Linked DNA regions of Mus musculus: region 2 is linked to region 1. A link is a contact called in public promoter capture Hi-C data. All regions are on one chromosome and are shown on one strand. Each heading gives the region's core, a stretch centred on a gene start, on an enhancer-like site or on the middle of the called end of the contact. The rest is flanking DNA. Distances are from core to core; before and after follow the strand shown.

Evidence for each region. Capture Hi-C pulls out chosen DNA fragments and counts their contacts.
Region 2: a contact with region 1 is called in a promoter capture Hi-C map of adipose tissue. The contact joins the promoter of Zfp114 here to the promoter of Tescl in region 1. A contact is called at or near these places in 5 of 39 promoter capture datasets (cranial neural crest, embryonic stem cells, second pharyngeal arch cranial neural crest and 1 more) and 3 of 9 other capture datasets (adipose tissue, liver and pancreatic islet).

What each region holds. Positions count from the first base shown.
Region 1 is chr7:24,331,928-24,337,395 of GRCm38.p6, forward strand. Tescl (tescalcin-like) reads right to left here and starts at 2,038. Exons shown (of 1, transcript NM_001163810.1): 1 at 1,153-2,038. The coding sequence starts at 1,971. The coding sequence ends at 1,276.
Region 2 is chr7:24,172,450-24,177,917 of GRCm38.p6, forward strand. It overlaps Zfp114 (zinc finger protein 114), which reads left to right and starts at 2,573. Exons shown (of 4, transcript NM_001029933.3): 1 at 2,573-2,700; 2 at 3,660-3,717; 3 at 5,301-5,427. The coding sequence starts at 3,703.

The sequences.
Region 1 (5,468 bases), core at 788-3,287:
CTGTACTCTGACCACAGTGACTCCACCCCCTTTCCTCCCTGTTCATTCCCCAGGCTACTTGGCGATTTTACATCCTATGACTTCATGTTATCTATATAAAACTCTAGGATCCACAAATGAGTAGTGTTTCCGTTTCTGGCTTGTTTCTTGTTTTCATGGATGGATAAAATCGACCCCATATATACCACATTTTAACCATTCATTCGTCTGCAGAGGGACACTTGGGCTCGTTCTGTAAGGTGGCAATACTGAGTGATGCTGCACTCTGTGCAGATGTTTGGCATCTACGTGGTCCTCTGGGTGTACATCCATAGCTGGGTCATCTTACACGCGTTCTCACGACCGGCCAGGAAGAACACAACAAACCGGAATCTTCTGCGGCAAAAGCTTTATTGCTTACATCTTCAGGAGCCAGAGAGCAAGAGAGCAAGAGCTCTATTGCTTACATCTTCAGGAGCCAGAGCGCAAGAGAGCAAGAGCTCTATTGCTTACATCTTTAGGAGCAAGAGAGCAAGAGCCAGAGCAAGAGAGAGAATGGCGAAACCCCATCCCCTTTAAGGAGAATTATCCTCCGCCTAGGACGTGTCACTCCCTGATTGGCTGCAGCCCATCGGCCGAGTTGTCGACTCGGTGAAGGCAGAGCACATGGAGTGGAGAACTACCCTTGGCACATGCGCAGATTATTTGTTTACCACTTAGAACACAGGATGTCAGCGCCATCTTGTAACGGCGAGTGTGAGGGCGGCTTCCCACAGGGTCATATGATGGTTCTAGTTCTAGGCTTTCCAGAAACCTCTCTATATTGACTCCATAGAAGCTGAACGAATTTACATCCCTACCAGTCATCGTGTGTACATATTTCCTTCCCTCGCGCCCCTGCATCCTACCCACCATTTATTTTATTGATAGCCATTGCGCCTTGCATGAGATAGATGGGCAAAGGATGCTTACGATTTTCGTGTTTACTGGCCATTGGTACATTTATGTTCTATTCATTCTATTTTTTTGACACAGAGTCTCACTGTGTGAGCTCTGGCCTGCCAGAAACTCACTCAATAGACCAGGCTGGCCTCAAACTCACAGAGATCTGCCTGCCTGCCTCTGCCTCCTGAGTGCTGGGATTCAAGGCAAGCACAGCCACGCCCCGCTCATCTCTTTTGATCATCTTTATTCTTTGAGATGAAATCCATCAAGTCCCATGTACCCTGTAGCTGCTGCAAGAGTCTGCCGGATTCAAGGGGCAGCTTCTCCAGTGTGGGTGTGGCAGCCCGCCGGTCACTGGCATAAGACCGTGGCTTCTAGATTCAGGAAGCTGACTTGCATCTTCACCTCCAATTCGAGGCTCTTCCAGGTCTTGACGAAGTCCTCGAAGGTGATGCCCTCATACTGCTGGCCCGCCATCAGCGGCTGGTCCGACGCCCTGGCCGCCTCCTTCAAGGCGCCCTGGGCGATGGCATTGGCGACGGAGCGCACAGTGTCTCTCTCCACTTGCGGGTGCGCCGACAGCAGGCTCTCCACCACCCGGCGGTACTCCTGCAGGGTAATGATCCCATCGCCGTCCTGGTCGTACATGTTGAAGAGGAACCGCATCTTGTCCTTGCGGTTCTGCTCCGCCTCCTCTTTGTTGAGACTGGGCCGCAGCGGCCGGAAGTAGGAGATGATGGTCAGGAAGTCCTGGAAGGTGATCTCCTCCGCCAGACCGCTGGTCCCTTTGCCCAGGTTCCGGTTGTCGAAGAAGGCGCGGACGATCCTGGAGCGGATCGGATTGAACTCCAAGTCCAGGATGTTGTCGAAGCTCTCTGGCTGTAGGGTGGGCTGGTCCCCGCTCAGCAGCCTGAACCTCTGGTGCAGCTGCTTGATCTGCTCCCAGCTGAAGTCGCACTTGTTCAACACCTCCTGGATGTGCGCCCACCATAAGTCGGTCCTGCTCTCGCGCTCCCACTCCTCCTTGGACGAAAGGGAGGCGCCCATGGTGCCCCGTGTGCTCGGAACGACCTCAGGCGCTCAGTGGAAGGGTTCGGGCTTCCTGGTCGGTCTCACCTTGCTGCCGTTCTGATTTATTAGGTCATCAAAGCAACCTCTGTTAGGGCAGGTCCGTCACAATCCCCGAAGGCTCTTTCCTCTCCAAATTCAGTGAAATGAAGCATATTGAAATAAATATTATATATGTGTTGTATATTACGCATTGCGTATTATAGATTGCATATTATATATTATGTTACATGTTACATCTATTATGTGTCATATGTTTATTATATATTTTATACATTATATAATTTTATATATATGAAAAGAGAGAGCACGCTTTGGTTTTCCTAGGACAACCAAAGATACGTGTCTTTGTCTTACAAAAGATGCTAAAATGGCCAGTGATGCCAACATTCAGGAGGTAGGGGCAGGAGAATCTCTGTGAGTTTGAGCACAACATGATCTGCACAGTTGAGTTCCAAGTCATTCAAGGGAAGGATGGAGAGGGGAGGGGAGGGGAGGGGAGGGGAGGGGAGGGGAGGAGAGGAGAGAGGATAGGAGGGGAGAGTAGAGGAGGGGAGAGGAGAAGGAAGGAGGGGAGGGGAGGGGAGGGGAGGGGAGAGCTCAGAGAAGCTCACCAAGATGCCAAGCCTTCATTTCCTAAAGGAACAGAGGAGTTCAGCCTTCTTGGAAAAGACTGACACACAGCTAGCTCACTCCAGTTACTTTATTCAAACATCATACAAGGTTAATTGGAGCTGGGAAGGGTTTCAGCTACCAAAGTTAACTTACTCTTGCTGCCCTTGAGAGCAGACATCCCACACAAATCTCAGTCCCGTTTCACCATGGCTAGCCATAATCACAAGTAAGAACTCCATGTTTGCCCAGGAGTGTCTTAGGACCAAGGTTGTGCAGCTGCAAGCTCTCATGTCATGCCAAGTACAGACTTTCCAGGGAGACATCTCTTCAGGGTTCAAATAGTCACAAAACAATTTCTCAGCCTCTACTCACTAATCCAAACATAGCAATGGCTTTGCTAAACAGTTCACTCAAACCCAGACACAAAGGCTTTACTATACATCCACTCAAAGCCACACACAAAGGCTCTACTATACAGACCCCTACATGGGAAGGGAGAGTTTACTCTGCTTACACTTCCTTCCATATCATACCCCATCAGCAGGCTCTCGAACTAGGACCCAAACGACAATGACAGTGCATGACTCCCATTCGGAACTCTGCCTTCCAGGCAGGATGTGGCCGTCCATGTCTGGGAATCAGAGAAGCTGTGATGACCTGCAGGAGACTCTCACAAGGCACGGCTACTATCATTCTCTTGTCGGTAGATGGGAGGAGCATTGGATGCATAGGAGCACAGCAACCCTCTCCCTCCTGCTCCATACACAGTGGAAGCAGAGTGGGCAGCAGGTCGACCTGAGAGGAAACTCCAGGGATGCATCTCTTGCCAGTCATCACCCTCGCTGCTCAAGTGAATCCTCAGGCATACTCCGATAATTTCAATAAGTTCCTTCAGTGGTTTTTTTTGTTTTTTGTTTTTTGTTTTTGTTTTTGTTGTTTTTTTTGTTTTTGTTTTTGTTTTTGTTTTGTTTTTTTTTTTTTTGGTTCTTTTGTGGTATTCTCCATTGGAGTGAACACAAATAGACTCCCTAGGGAGTCACACTGTAGTCATTCGGGTCCTGGGCTGTTCCTGGAGCTCACTTCAGCTCTCTGCCTAGGAAGTGAGATGGTAGGGACCTGAGAAAGCGGTGGCATCTGTCCTTGTCTATATAGTGAAAGGACAGGATAGGTGCAGAGAGTGGGAGGGAGGGCATAAAAGCAGACTGACTGCAGAACACAGCTGGGGTCTCCCTGGCTCCTAGGTCAGAATCTCCTGACACACCCCCCCCCCCAGTCCCATCATCTCTTCATATGGTCCTGAACTCTCCTCTCCTCTAATTAGCATACTACACATCTACCACATCTACCAGCTGGGAGAGTGCCTGCCTAGCACAAAGCCCTCGGTTTGAACCCCAGCACCCCAGAAACTGTGCATGGTGGTGCATGCCTGTAATCCAGGGTAGAAAGAATTATGAGTGCAAAGCCATTCTTAGCTACCTAGTGTTTTCAAGACCAGTTTGGGCTCATGAGACGCTGTCATTAGTCCTTCACTAATCCCGCTAATCTGGAAGTGTGGTTTAAGATTTATTGTGGCCAGCAGGTGGCGACAAAGTGTCTTGTGTATTACACGGAGAAAGCTGGCTTTCTGCTTCCACTTCAAAAGGATTCAGCTTTTAGCAACTAAAGGCCTCTTTCCTAAGTTGTCCAAAAAGATCCTGCCTTCTTCATGCTTTCTCACCAGACACAGGGGATCCTCCCTCAAGTTCCTAATGGTACCTAACATGAACTTTATTTGATATTTCTTGTTTTAAGATTCTTTTTTAAACCGGGCAGTGGTGGCACATGCCTTTAATCCCAGCACTTGGGAGGCAGAGGCAGGTGGATTTCTGAGTTCAAGGCCAGCCTGGTCTACAGAGTGAGTTCCAGGACAGCCAGGGCTACACAGAGAAACCCTGTCTTGGAAAAAAAAAAAAAGGAAAGAAAGAAAGAAAAAAAAAGATTCTTTTTGAGACAGGGTAGCCCTAGCTGTCCTGGGACTAGCTCTGTAGACCAGGCTGGCCTTGAACCCACAGAGATCCACCCACTTCTGCCTCCCCAGTGCTGGGATTAAAGGTGTGCGCACAGCCATACCCAACTGCTGTATTCCTTCCTTTTACTTAAGGGGTTGTGTCTGTGTGTGTTACAAGTACAGTTTCCAAAGATGCCTGAAGAAGGTTTAGGTTCCTCTGAAGCTGGAGGTACAGGCGATTGTGATGTGGGGGCTGGGAACCAAACTCAGGTCCTCTAGAAGAGCAGCCCGTGCTCTAACCATGGAGCCACCTCTCTAGTCTTTGGTATTTTATACTGGTTTTAAAAACTAGCTATGAATTTATTTTTTTATGTGTACCTGTGTTCTGCTTGTGTGTGTGTCTATGTACATGCATGCCTGGTACCCACAGAGGTCAGAAGAAGGCATTAGATCCATTGAACTGGAGTTACAGACAGTTGTGAGATGCCATGTGGATGCTGAGAATTGAACTCAGGTCCTCTGGAAGAGCAGCCCGTGCTCTTAACCGCTGAACTACATCTCCAGCCCCACTGGCTTTGTTGTGAGACTGGGTTTCAACGCAGGGAACTCCTGACCCTCCTATCTCCACATCCTGAGAACTGCGCTTGTAGACATGGCGCCACCACACCCAGCACACTGGGTAATTGTTCCCTGCACCAGACCGGAAATTTAAATCCACGAGTCTTTTTGCTTGTTGCAAATTGCCGCATGTTAATGAACATGCAATTACCATTAAGAATGACAAAACATGCAAGTGGGTGGAATGTGCAGAGCACAGCTGCGATGGCTGCTGACGTTTCCTCAGTGTAAAAATAAACTATTACTATAACCCTGC
Region 2 (5,468 bases), core at 1,323-3,822, 160 kb before region 1:
GTTGAACTGTCCTTCAGGCAAGAGACTTATTGACACATTGCTGCAGCGTGCTGGGGTCTGAAGTAGTGTTTCAGCCACGCTGAGACAAAGTAAGACAAAAGAAAGAAGACGAATTGTCTTTCTACAATTTGTAGTTTATTTGTATTAATGAATTCTCTCTCTCTCTCTCTCTCTCTCTCTCTCTCTCTCTCTCTCTCTCTGTGTGTGTGTGTGTGTGTGTGTGTGTGTGTGTGTGTGTGCACACCAGTGTGCTGTAGCACCTGTGGTAGAGGCAGATGTAAACTACAGGGAGTCACTTCTCTTCTCCCACTGTGTATATTTCAAGGATTGAACTCAGGTCCTCAGGCCTGTACCTGCCAAGACATTTGCTGGCCACGGGCAGCATCTCTTGTTTCTGCCATTCTGAGCCTCCAGACTAGCTGGCATGGAGTCTAGTTGCCTGTTGCATTCGGACAGTTTGCTTGAGTACATACAGTGTGAACTGTCAGGTGTGCCATCCTTTTTTATTGTTAGAAGCCATAAAGAGTGTTTTTGTCGTGTCTGTAGGTTGTATTAGTGTTGAATAGTTTGGAACACAGTATTAGATACAAGTTGAATCCAGTGTTCCTTAAATATTGTACCGAGAACTCGAGGTTTCCAGCTTTAGCTTACCCTTTGTTCCCAATTAATGGGTGTGTGTTTGGATGAGGAAGAATTATGGCACAAACACAGGGTGCCATGTCAGGTGTCAGTACTACCACTGAGACACACACACACACACACACACACACACACACACACACACACACACACACACACACACTGGGGGATTCTAGGCAGGGGCTCTACCACCAAGCCATGACCCCAGCCCCTCACTGGGGGATTCTAGGCAGGTTGTGGATTGAGTGAGAAAGCCTCCATAAGCTCATATATTTAAATGCTTAGGCACCTGCGAGTGGAACTCTTTTAAAAGATTTGGCGGATGAGGATATAGGGTCTTAGGCCTAATGTCTCTTTTTCTTGCCTTCTGCGTATGGATCAATATATAAGTCTCAGCCACTTCTTCAGCACCATTGCCAGCCTGCTGTTATGCTCCTGACAGGATAATGGACTAAAGCTCTGAAAGTATAAGCCAGACCCAAGTTACATGCTTCCTTTTGTCAGAGTTGCCTTGGTCATGGTGTTTCTTCACAGCAATAGAATAGTGACCCAGATCGTCCATGTTCTACTACCAGGTCATACCCCTAGCCCCTCACTGGGGGATTCTAGGCAGAGGCTCTGCCACTGAGCCACACCCCCAGTCCCTCACTGGGGGATTCTAGGCAGGGGCTCTACCACTGAGCCACGCCCCCAGCTCCTCACTGGGGGATTCTAGACAGGGGCTCTACCACTGAGCTACACCCCCAGCCCTTCACTGGGGGATTCTAGGCAGGGGGTTCTACCATCAAGTTATGATCCCAACCCCTCACTAGAAGATTTTAGGCAGGGCTCTACCACTGAGCCTTTCCCCAATGCCTTACAGAGGGAATCTATGAAGGGGCTCTAACTCTGCTGCCAGATCAGGCTCCTATAGCTTCACAGTTGAAGTTTTAACGTTTATATAGAAATATAATATGGGACTTCATTGTTTTTCAAAAGTATCAATAGCAGTGTGTGATGGCCCACACTTTTCAGCCCAACACTAGGGAGGCAGAGGCAGGCTGATCTATGCCTTAGAGGCCACCATTGTTTACGGGAGGGGGTGGGGAGTTCCAGAACAGTCAAGTCTACATACAGAGAGATGTTGTGTCTCCGGGGAGGGGTGGGGGTAGGGGAATCAAAACAACAATAACAAAATATCCATATTTGTCTTTCGTGATGGCTCCATGATAGGTTTCAAATCAGTATTCAAGAGACTAGGCCTAAGAACTGGGCAAGTTCAGGAAAGCCCATGCAAGTTAGAAAAACAAACAAACAAACAAACAAACAAACAAACAAACAAGTCAGGCAGCTAGTCAGAAACTAGAAGGTGCCCAGCCACATAGCCTGAATCTAGGACGATGGGTCAGCAACAGTTTCCAGCCCCATGTCTCAGTAATGGTTCTGGAATTTCCGTGGAGATAGAGTAAGACAAAGCCCACTTATCCTAGGATTCCTCAGCAATAGTTTCGGGCCCTCCACGCCCTGGTAATGGTTCTAGAATACCTAAAGGTGAAGTAAGACAAAGCGCACCTATCCTGGAACTCCCCTAATGTGCTTCAAATTGGGCTTACAATCACACTTTGGGTTCTCTCCTTTTTGGAATGAGGGATCCCCGCTGGTCTTCTGCTGAATAAAACACTCTTTGCTTTTGCATACTATTTGAGTCTACAAACAACGGCAAACAACAGGCCCTGACAGTGGCATTTCAGAAATGAATAAATCGAAAAGCAACCCAGGAGAGCAAGCTCCCCCTTCCTCCTCCTCTCCCGCTCCACCAAAAAAAAAAAAAAAAAAAAAAAAAGATTTCCGGGGGCCCACTGTAGTTAAAACAGCTTGGAACTTATTGATGGTTTTAGAGAGCTGGGGAATGTCATTACAGAAGGGCACTATAGTTTGGCGCTTCTACTGAAGCATTCTGGGAATTGTAGTTCCCACTCCAGGCGGTCAGACTCTTCTGCAAGCGGAGGCGGGCTGGTAGTGCTTCTGGAGATGTGAAAACTTGGAGCGTCCTGCGGCCCTTCGTGTGTGCTCGTGCTAACGGTGTGTCCCTTGGAGAAACAAGTCCACGGACAGGGAGAACTGGGGCACCGATGGCGATGGCGGCGGCAGTGTCTGAGTCCCCTCTTGCTGGGCTCAGCCCCAAGCGGTGCTACCTGGTCCTACTTCCCCTGCTTCCGGAGGGGAAGGAGGAGTCCGAGGGAAGAATCTAGCATCCCAAGGGAGCATGGGGGAGGAGTTGTGATGAGAGGTGGCCTGAAGCCTTAAGTGGTTTGCAACTGGTTTTTATGCGATTTTTTTTTTGCATTTTTTAATTTACTTACTTATTTCCTTAGTGGGACGTGCCACAGCTTGTGTATGAAGGAGATCAGGAAATACCTTGTGGGAGTCCGGTCTCTCCTTCCACCATGCGGGGTTCAGAGACTGAAACTCAGGTGGTCTCCCTCGTCTGTAGTCACCATTATCTGATGAGCCATTTCCCAGGGACAAACTCCCTTTTCCTTAGAGAGGGTTTTTATATCTCATTATTTGCATGCACATGGAAACAGAGACTTTGTGGGGGGCTCGTGCAGATGAACAGCATTTAATTTACTAGTATTTAAACCTTTTAGTGTGAGAGACAGAGCGGAGGACTATCATTCCTATGTATGGAAACAATTGTGTGTAAGAGCTGTCACATTAACAGACCCTTCCGAGAGCAGTGATCAATCATGACGCAGTATTCGTCAGAGTTCAGAGCTTCTTAAAGATTTGTTTTTCTGGGAAGCCCACTAACACAGCCAGATTTGTGAAGGCAATAGTGCCCAGCACCCAGAAATAGAGAATGTGGCCTTTTCTAAGCCCCAGCTGTGAGCAAGGTGAGGCATGGCACTACCTATGAGTAGAAACTAGAAAGAAAAGCCTGGCCAGCGCACACAGCCCTTAGGACTGATGGAGAAGCTGAGGAAGCCATGTGGCCCAACTGTCCTAGCAGTGTTCTCATGAAGCCCCTCCTCCCCCAGCTTGCTTCCCAGAGCCCTGCCTTGTCTCAAAGAGAAGAGAACAATGACCAAGTTACAGGTAAGTCGGGTTGCTTCCCCCATGCCCACAGTGCTAGGGATTGGAAACAGGATCCCTGCATGCTGGGCAAGTGCTCTACAGCTGAGCCTCTCTGAACTGCATGAAGGAAGAGGGGAAGTTGCTGAGAAGAAAGGACTGGAAGGAGGAGAGATAAGAGAGGACGGTGGGAGCCTGGCATGTTGGCACACGCCTTTAATCCCAGCACTTGGGAGGCAGAGGCAGGAGGATTTCTGAGTTCGAGGCCAGCCTGGTCTACAAAGTGAGTTCCAGGACAGCCAAGACTGCACAGAGAAACCCTGTCTCGAAACAAAAACAAAAACAAAAAAAGAGGACAGTGGGAACATGTGCTCAAAGTGCAGTGCACACAGGAAAGTGTAAAAGGATGACTAAAAAGAATTCAAAAAAGTGGGCTGGAGAGATGGCTCAGTAGTTAAGGGCACTGGCTCAGTTCCCAGCACCCACACCTGATACTTACAACTGCCTGTAACTCCAATTCCAGGGTGTCCAGCGCCCTCTTCTGGTCTCTCAGGGCACCTACACACATGTACACACAGGGCATGCACATACATTAAAAAAAGTCTTTTAAGTTTTCCTACATTTTAAAAGTGACATCGTTTTCCACTGCTCACCTAATTTTATCTTACAAATACATATAAATTCTCCCTATTGGTGTGGTTCATGAATTTTGATCATTTTAAATTTTTGTATTATTATTATTGTGTGAGGATGTTGGTTGTGGACATGCAAAAGCATGTATGTAGACATCAGAAGACATGTTTTCAAACTTGGGCTTTGTTCTTCCACCTCACTGAAGCAGGTCTCCTGTTTCTGGGACTCTGTGGAGACAGGCAGCTCCCTGGTGCTCATTAGCATCCATCCTAGCCTATTTGGCAAGTTCTAAGGCGCGGAAAGACCCTGATGATTCAAAAACAACAAAAAGAAAGGTTGCCAGCACCAGGGGTTCTCCTTCATCCTGTACATTCATGTGCACCCTCATGTACTTAAGTACACTGACATGTATGCACACATGTATACACACATGCACACAGACCTCTAGCCACCCTCACTTCCTGCACGGGACGTCCTGAGCATTCATTTCCTGAACAACCAGGGAAAGTGTACGGCTGCCACCAAGTGCACGGCTTCTGTGGTTGATCCAACTCAATCGATGAAGAGACGAAGAAAGGACAGACACACAGACATGTGTACAGACAAGCTGAGAGCAAAAGCCATGTGCTCTGATGGAGACACACCAGCAACCCTGAAACTCAGCACATTTATTAGACACCGCTGAGCACCCAGGAACCATGGTTCAAGAAACGGCAACATGAATACAAATGCACAGGGGTATTTTACATGGTGTTCAGCCAAGCTCTCCAGCTACCTGGAACCATCAACTCCAAGGAGTTAATGTGTGTTTTGCTAATAACAGTGACTATATCCCCAGTTAATTGGCAGGCAGTAATTATTCCTGGTTCTCTATTCTCTGGCCTAAACTGGACACTTTTAAAAATATTGGGTACTTTGACAATTGATTAAAAATAGCAGTTTTTCTGAAACATGGAATGTGCTTGCCGTCACAGGAGGCAGTGACATTCAGGGACGTGGCCGTGGTCTTCAGCGAGGAGGAGCTGGGGCTGCTGGACGCTGCTCAGAGGAAGCTGTACCACGATGTGATGCTGGAGAACTTCAGGAACCTCCTGGCAGTGGGTGAGGACGGGGCCCTGTGTCCTTGGTGATGTCAGAGTTCA